Linked DNA regions of Sus scrofa: region 1 is linked to region 2. A link is a contact called in public promoter capture Hi-C data. All regions are on one chromosome and are shown on one strand. Each heading gives the region's core, a stretch centred on a gene start, on an enhancer-like site or on the middle of the called end of the contact. The rest is flanking DNA. Distances are from core to core; before and after follow the strand shown.

Region 1 (4,376 bases), core at 1,844-4,343, 2.1 Mb after region 2:
ACTGAAAAAAGACTGCCGCCGTAACCTCAGCAGCAGCAGTATCCCCATCGTCAGGAGCGGCAGACCGAGACTTTGACCCCGAGCAGCCTCTCCGGGATTGACCTCCAGCACCAATCCGCCCCAAAGTGCTGAGTCACGGGGAGGTGTCTCCGGGAGCTGGGGGCGGGCCCGCGCAATCACGTGTCGGGGGCTGGACCACAACAACGGCTCGGCGTGCAGCGCCCGCGGCCACGCCGCATCCTCCCGCGATCTGCAGGCTCTCAGAGCATGCTCAGCGTGGCTGCGCAGCGTGCCAGCTCCCCGCCGTTGGGTTCACACGCCAGGTTTTCCCCGCGGTCTTGGGGGCGTGGCTAGCGGCCGCTGGTGCAGGGAACTAGGGAGGAGGTCTTTGCACTGCCGGTGGGTTTCCGCCCGGCGGGTCTTGCTTTTTCTCTGTATTAGAAATGACCTGAAACCCACCTTTGGTCCAGACCAATTCTGCGAGATACGAGCGCCTACTTTAGCCAGTTAAAGCGCTAAACGTTCTGTGCAGGGCCGTGCGCTGAAAACCCACCCCCAGAAGTAAAAACCCAGACTTGGCTGCAATCTTAAGAATGAAATCCAGAAGTAAACCCAAAAATGCAGAACATAGTCAAATAGAGGGGAATAACCGTTGATCTGTAGTGATTTTCCCTCTTGTAACAGCAAATTAGTAAAGCACCATGGAGGTCATGGTTTAAATTTGACATACCTTCCGGGTGATGCCACCACGCTGCATCTGATTTGGGATTGTCCAAAGCCCAGGGCTCTTTCTTAGCTAGTTCGAAATTGGGGGGTAGAGGGAGAGGCCCCCTCTGTGAGTGTTAACTGGAATCAGAGGCAGAGTGACTCAAAATTATAGTTATTAGCTCTCAATACATTCAGTATCGTTTAGAGCTTTGGCTAGACTAGAATTTAGTCTACTACTGAAATGCCCCTGTCTGTTTCCTTATTAAAATGAAACTGACACTTTTCCAAGAGACTAGCTTTGAGGTAGGCTGCAGGTGTAGTGGAAAAGTGTGTGCTTTGCAAAGTGTGAATGTCTACACTTGTGTTACAGTTAAATGGAATTCGAACCACACATATAACCTTAAATTTTCTGTTAGCCACTTTTAAAAACTAAAAAGAAACAATATACTATATTAAGTAATGTACTATAACATATCCAGAGTACTGGTATAATATGTAATCAATATAAAATTAGTAATGAGATATTTCTTTTCTTTTTGTGTATTAACTCTTTGAATCTGGTGTTTGTATTACACTCAGCACATCTCCAGTCCACTAAATTTTCTTTGGAAACACTTGACCTGTAATTCAATTTCATGAAACTAACTGATGAAGAAGTGGATTCACATTCTCAACCTGTTCCAAATTTACTTAGAAGTTTTCCAGAAACCAAATGGAATATCGATTTTATATTTTTGTAGATTAAAACTAAAATTTAGTTTCTCAAATTAGCCACATTTCAAATGCTCAGCCACCTGTGGCTGATGGCTATTGTGTTAAACAATGCAAGGTATGCATATGTGAGATGAGATTGTGAGAACTACAAAATGATCCTTTGGACACTTTACCTGGATGTGACCAACAATGTCGTCCCTCTCCACCCCCACATGGCCTGCCTTCCATAGGAAGCTAATGTTTATACCAAGCAGTTTTAAAGGTACAAAAGGCATAAATCCTCTCTATTCCAGAGGGAACTAGTATATAGTATAGAGATTTTTTTTTTAATGATTCTATCATAATGTAGAAATAGAGACATGTACAGATATAACCAAAGTACAGAGAGGAGTAACTGGGACTCAAAGAATGAAAAGAACGTGTCACAGGGAGAATTCCAAGCAGAAAAAACGGGAGAAATCCAGGACCACACAGGTCTAGTGAGGTGGTGGGCAGAATACAAGGAAGATCCCGCTGTGGACAAGTTAGAATGAGGTTTAGTTTTCATCCTGGCTGTTGAAAAGGGGGATTGAAACATCTCCTGAGCCTCAAACACCATTACATCCCCACCCACACTCCAGACACACCCCCACACACACTCCAGACACCCCCCAACACTCCAAACATACATACACAGCCACCCCACACTCCAGACACACACACACACACACACACACACACACACACAGACAAACACACACCTGTGACCATTACAGACAGATCCTGCATATCCATATCCCCAAGCTCCTAGATGGGCACATCCAATAAGGATGTGGGAGAATAAACTTCGATCATATATCCACAGAGCAGTCAAGAAGTACTTGCTAAATGTTAACTTCGTGGCATGAGGGAAGTGGGCACAATAAATACATGCTTTCAGGCCTCAGTACCTGTATGATCCAGTTGCTGTCAATTTCCCCCCAGCTGTCATTTCATGGCTCTGTCACACATTTTTTTGAACAATTAAAATTACCTGGGGGAGATATACCTGGTTCCTTCCCTTTCCCGCCAGCCTAGGGCCAACCCCAGTTCTTTCTAGTATCTTCTAACCCCTGTGGTAAGCTCACATGAACACCATTTTAATCACTTAATGGATAAATCTTAGGTTTGGATGGGGAATACACTTTGGAGATGATTCATCTAACGATCCTTCCGGAGATGTTGACAACTCCCCTTTTGTTGCAATTAATAGTGTCTGTATCATCTGCTACCAAATAGTGAGACTGCACAAGTACTTTAATACATACATGTCTGAAAACGTGTAGACAAATTTTCTTGCCACACCCTGCTGCTCTCGCCCCGCTTTTATGAGACCCTCCTCACCTACAAAAATATCTAGTGGATTCTTCATTAATTCGAATAATCAAATTTCTTCACGAACCCAGAGTTTATCTTTTTGGATTAGAGAAAACGGATTTTCACACAGCGCGTTTGCTTAAAACGAGGCTGACCCGGCTCCTCGCCGCCGAGCCCCTCCCCTTGGACTCCGCCCTAACCACGCCTATGCACTCCTCCCCCGCCTCCTCCCTAGGCCCCTGGGGGCGATCGGCCACGCCTCCTCTCTTGCACCGCCTCCTTTCCCCGCCCCCGCCCGCAGTCTATAAAATCCGGAGCTGCGGATCGCTCACGGGAGCGGCGAGCTAGTGGGTAGGCGGACTGGGCATGCTCCGCGGCGGCGCAGGTTTTGGTCATAAGTAGGAAGAAGCTAGAGCACGACACCGGCAAAGAGAAGCGGGAGCTGCCGGCGCACCGCGGCTGTGGGGGCCGCCGCCGCCGCCTCGGAGCAGGAGCGGGGCGGGACTCGAGCGGGCGAGGGTCCAGGCCGTCGGGCAGAGGGCCACCCAGCCTCCCCTCCCGTCCGCTTCTGTCCGCGCGGTGCGCCGGACGTCTGGGTCGGTCGCCCGAGCGGCGAGGACCCCGTGCCCAGGAGCGGACCGGACCCTCATTCTGCCGACTGCGGCCCGAGGGCGCCCCCGCGGGGCCAAGCCGCCCTCGCCTTCTGCGGGCAGCTGAGTGTCCGGCCCGGGCTGCGCGCCCGGAGCCCGGAGCGGCCGCCACTAGCCCGGGGGACCAGGATAGGGGGCGGCCATGGGGCTGCTGTCCCAGGGCTCGCCCCTGAGCTGGGAGGAGACCCAGCGCCACGCCGACCACGTGCGACGGCACGGGATCCTCCAGTTCCTGCACATCTACCACGCCGTCAAGGACCGGCACAAGGACGTGCTCAAGTGGGGCGACGAGGTGAGCACCCCCGCCACCCCGCGCCCCTTTGTTCCGCGAGACGCGGCCCCGGCCCCGGGCAGCTCGCGCCCTGCGCTGCCCCGAGGGTCCCCGCCGCTCCCGCGAGGGTCCAGCACCGCCCAGGGCTGTCCAGGCCCCTGCTCCGAGTCTCTGGCCAGACTTCTCTTTTCCATTCATTCATTCGGGGTTCCTCTCCATTCAGCAAATGCGGATAGGCGCTGGGAGGGTATAAGCGTGGAAAAGTGTGATACTGGGTGCCTGGAGGAGTTTTCAGGCTGGGGTGTTAGGCGACCGCCTAGCGACCCACCGTTCTGTCTCAAAATGCCGTTAACATGAAGAAGGCCGGTTGCTGTTGAGAATCAGGTTTCAGGATTCACTTGCGCCCCACCTCCTCCAGGTACCTGTTAAACCTCCAGCTTATCAGCCACCTTGCACCACCACCACTTTATAGGTAAAAGTTGAAACAAATTATGGCTCAGCTTTCCTAAAGGAGAGGAATCTTCCTGGTCCTTTTTAATTCTAAATGCAGACTGCTAGAGCTTCAAAATTCGGCTTTGTTAGCGCCTTTTCATGGCCTAGATTTAGCATAGAAACTTTCTGAATCCGTGCTTCCACATGTGTGCTGTTTCAGTGTAACGTCCGTAGATTCTCACTGTGTTGAACCATTGTCATTGGAA
Region 2 (4,394 bases), core at 1,741-4,240:
ACAAGGTCTGTGGTTGGGGGAGGACTGAAACATAATGCAAGAAAAATGTGTTAGAGTGGAAAAGCCTGGCCAAAGACCTTCGTTTTAACTATAAAGAAATTGATGCCCAGAGTTCCCACTGTGGCTCAGCGGTTAAGGACCTGACGCCGTCTCTGTGAGGTTGCAGGCTGGAACCCTGGCTTCGCTCAGTGGGTTAAGGACCAGCTGTTGCCACAAGCTGTGGCGTAGGTCACAGATGCTGGATCAGGTGTTGCCATGACTGGCACAGGCCTCACCTGTAGCTCTGATTCAACCCCTGGCCCAGGAACTTCCATATGCCACAGGTGCAGTCATAAAAGAAAAAAAAATTTTTAAAGAAATGGATGCCCATGTGAACTTCTGTTTCTCTGACAGGTGTCTGTTCCTTAAAGAACTTGTATATACCATGCTCATAGGTAGGAAGAACTTAAGCTGGTCATACAAGAGCTGGAGAAAAATGGAGAGACTACTAGAGAGCAGTCCAGGAAACCACAGCAAGCACTGGATTGGGAATCAAGACATGGGTTCTGCTCTCAAGTTTGTCTTCATCCATGTGCATCCATGCAAATGTTGGCATTTAGGTCTAGACCTCATTTCACTTCTCTGTAAAATGAGTCAGCTAGACTCTCTAATCTCAAAATTTCCAGGTTTGAAATTCTACCTAAATACACTTATAGGGATAGTTTATGGAAAAATCTTGGGTGGAAACAGTAGGTTAATCATTTTTTTTTTTGTTTTATTGTGTTTTTGGTTTTGTCTTTTTTTTTTTTTTTTTTTTTTTTTTTTTTGCCCTTCCCACAGCATGCAGAATTTCCCTGGCCAGATGGAACCTCGCCATAGAAGCAAACTGAGTCACAGCAGCGATCTGAGCCACAGCAGCCACAGAACTACAGCAGTGGCAACACCAGATCCTTAACCCGCTGAGCCACCGGCGAACTCCAACAGTAGGCTTTTCTAAAGGTAAAGAGCATATCTTGCTCTTGAAGTACATCAAGAATAAAAAGGGACACCATTTGTGTGTGTGTGAGAGAAAGATCAAGATTATAAGTAAAAGATGAAGTGTGGGGATACAAATAGAAAACAGACGGATAATGAAAGAGGTTCATAAGACACCTGTTTGATTCTTCTGAAAAAACTCTGTTTCTTGGCGCAGGACAGACCGAAACACCTCTCCCTGCAGGTGGCTGTGCACGCGGCCCATGGTGCTGTTATAGATCCCGTCGCACACGAACTCCAGCACCGAGCTAGAGGGAGACAAAGAAGGAGGGCCGGTCGGTCAGGGACCCCGTAGAAGTGCACTTTGGAGGGCGGCCCCAACTTCCAACTGCGCCCTTTTCAGGGTCCCCCGTCCCCAGCCTTCCAAGCTCAGCAGTCAGACCTGGCTATGATGAGGATGGACATGAGAGTTAGGTTCTGCGTGAAGGCAGCACCTGCCCCATCTCGTAGAATCCAGTCAGTGAGCCGGCCTGTGAAGAACGGAATGGCCATCTCCCCTGGGGAGGGAGAGGAGAGATGGGCGGGTCAGAAAGAGCAAGTCTAAGCAGCCTAAGCAGCTCAGCTCTAACCAGGCTGCACCTCCCGCCCATCCTCCCTTCACCCTTGCCCATTATCCTGCAGAAACAGCGCACACTCTCGGCACTGGAATGGGCCCCCGGGGAACTCGTAATCCTGTGGCCTCACCAGACCTTTAGAGGGTTAATTAAGAAGCCTAGGATGGTAGGAGGAAAGAGCTCGCCCAAGGTGGCCAGTGAAGCAACACCTGAGCAGCACTGGAGTCCAGGACTCCTGACTCCCACCCAGTCCAGGGCTCTTTCCTCTCCACCAAGTGGACCTGAGCGGGGTGGGCTTGCTCTTATCCACATTTCCGAGAACTCACACCTGTCTATCTCACTGACCGTTAGGCTTGATTCCTACCCAGCCCTCTAGCCTCCCTCTCCCTCCCCCCGCATCCCCCTTACCAAGGCTGGAGAGGACCACCAGGGTCAGAAGGAGCCAGAGGTGGCGGATCTCTGAGCCCAGGCAGCCGAGAAGCCGGCTCACTGTCACTCCAGAGCCTCTGTGACTTCCTTGCACCCAAAGGCTGCTAAGCTTATGCCACAGGGCGGCCGCGGGCAATGCCGCCGCATAGCTGAGGGCGAAGGCATCGAGGCGACTCCCCCAGTGCAGTAGCCGCGTGCTGTCAGCCGCTCCCGAGCCCAACTCTCGGAACAAGGCAAGTCCCGGCAGAGCCAAGCCCAGAGCCGCCGCCAGCGGCTCCAAAGCTGCCAGCCATCCCCGAAGTCCTGTGCTTTTCTCCCGGAAGCCAACCGTCGCCCTGAGGACGCTGCGGGCCCCCAACCACAGCACAGCCCAACGGCTCAGGCCCACCACCCAGACCCGGAGCAGCGGCAGCGCTGGGGGCAGCAGCAGGGAGGATATCCGGGGCAGCGCCGGCCGGAGCAGCACCCAGTCGGCGAGAAGCAGCAGCGCTGCCCCCAGCCAAGGGAGGGAAGCTCGGGAGACGCAGAGACACCCGCAGGGAGCGGAGGACCCCGAGCTGGCCATTGGCCGTACGAGGTCGACCCCCGGCCTGGGGCTCTCGCTATCCCTGCTGGGCTGGATTCTCTGGATGCTGTCGGAGTGGGTGCCCGAGCAGGCCCGGACCCGCAGCGGGGAGGGTCCAGGGGCGGGCCGGGGCGGGGATCTCGGAAAGTCCCGGGAACCGACCTGGACCGCCTCAGCGAGCTGGAAGCAAGCGGTTTATGGGAAAGGGAAAACGAAAGCGGCCGCCGGCTCACTAGACCCGCCCACTTCCCCAAGGCGGCCAGCCCGGACTATTTTGGAGGAGGGCGTTGGCATCAGATCTGAGGTTTGGGGGAGGAGCCCTGGCGCTCCACCTTCACTATCACCAACGCCAGACCCTCCTTCTTTCCTTGCCTCCTCTTGCGGGATCCAATGGTCTGGACTTTTTCACCCCAGCCCTTTGGTAGGGATCTTACGTCATCTGTCTCCGGGCAGACCTGCACCACACAGGTTGGCGCAGGGGTGCGAAGCCGCAAGGAGCGGACCCGGGCGCCCCCTGGCGGGCGTGGTGAAGGGGCGGGGCTGTAAGGCAGCTCACCCCGTGCTGTCCCAGGTCGGAAACCAGTGCCCAAGGCAGCGAGGAGCGTGGCACCGGGATGCTGCGGGCTGGAGGACCTACTGGGGACTTACCCCGGGCCGGAGAAGTCCACACTGGGGTAATGAGTCTGGGCTTGAGGGCCAGCAGAGGGGTGGAGCGACAAGGGGACCCTGGAAGCGCCAAGGAGTAAATTTGAAGACTAACAAGCGTGAGGAGATAGCTTGTAGCAGCCAGCTGCTTGCACCCTGAAATGAATACAGGCGTCTCTGTTCTGGAGGGGGTCGTCTAGGGGTCCGCGAAGGGACTGGGCACGCGAGGCTGGTAGAAAGGGGATGCATTGGCCCTTAGGTGGAAGCGTTAAGGGGAAGCTGTTCCAAAGCGCTTTCGCTTTCACTCTGGACTGGAGGGGGGGGATGGTTAAATCAAGGGAGGGGGTTGGAGAGGATGCACAGAGATGAGGAAATTGTGCCCTGGGTGAAGTAGGACAGCGCTTGAGAGATGGGAGTATGGGTACTAATGGAGAAGGGACACAACCGTTTGATAAGCCAGCCCTTGGGTAACTCATAGTCTGATCATGGGGGTTCTATGTGAGCTGGTAGTGCCCTTCTCCAGCTGGGCCCAGGAAGGCTCCTGCTTGGCCCAGGCGCTGCCATGCTCCCTTTCCAAGGTCTTGCACACACCTGCCGGGGGACTTTTGCCCAGGTTGGGCCCCCGGGGGGCAGATGGCAGCCCAAGACTGGCTGGCTTCTGCTCTCAAACTACTGCCACCACTCAGCGTCAGAGCAGCTTTGTTGTAAAGCAACACCCTCTAGGATGGGGTTGCCCCTGTTCCCTGGTGGGCTATTCATGACCAATCAGTAGGTCAAAATGAACACTCAGGCTAATATCCCTGGGGGCCAAGGTAACTTATGGAGTGGTGAGAAGGAGAGCCATAAAACCATTTATAAATCAGATAATCTCCCCTCACAGCCAGATGAGCAGTGGAGAGTAAGAAGTCAGAACAAAGCATGAGAACTAGACCTGGGTTTTAGTTGTGTGCTTTGGACGAGTCACTCACCTTCTCAGTGACTCAGTTTCTTCTAAAGGTTCTTTCCAACTCAACGGGAGTTAAAATTGTACCTTTATTCTCCTTCATTCTTTCTTCTTCTCCTTAATTTCCTTTCTTGACCTGGAAAAGTCAGCTCAAACTCCCCAATCAAATGCTCCCTTGGTACAAATCCCTTCCCCTGTCTACTGAGATATCTATTTGCGTCTTGATCAGAAATCCTTGAATGAA

Evidence for each region. Promoter capture Hi-C pulls out the DNA fragments that hold promoters and counts their contacts.
Region 1: a contact with region 2 is called in a promoter capture Hi-C map of liver, with 7 times the contacts expected there. The contact joins the promoter of GCLC here to the promoter of PSMB9 in region 2. A contact is called at or near these places in 2 of 5 promoter capture datasets (fetal liver and liver) and 2 of 47 Hi-C or Micro-C datasets (heart right ventricle and liver).

Annotation. Positions count from the first base shown.
Region 1 is chr7:27,206,475-27,210,850 of Sscrofa11.1, forward strand. GCLC (glutamate--cysteine ligase catalytic subunit) reads left to right here and starts at 3,094. Exons shown (of 16, transcript XM_003482164.4): 1 at 3,094-3,699. The coding sequence starts at 3,550.
Region 2 is chr7:25,069,207-25,073,600 of Sscrofa11.1, forward strand. It overlaps PSMB9 (proteasome subunit beta 9), which reads left to right and starts at 2,991. Exons shown (of 6, transcript NM_001037961.1): 1 at 2,991-3,236. The coding sequence starts at 3,177. TAP1 (transporter 1, ATP-binding cassette, sub-family B (MDR/TAP)) reads right to left here and starts at 2,582. Exons shown (of 11, transcript NM_001044581.1): 1 at 1,977-2,582; 2 at 1,397-1,511; 3 at 1,132-1,262. The coding sequence starts at 2,562.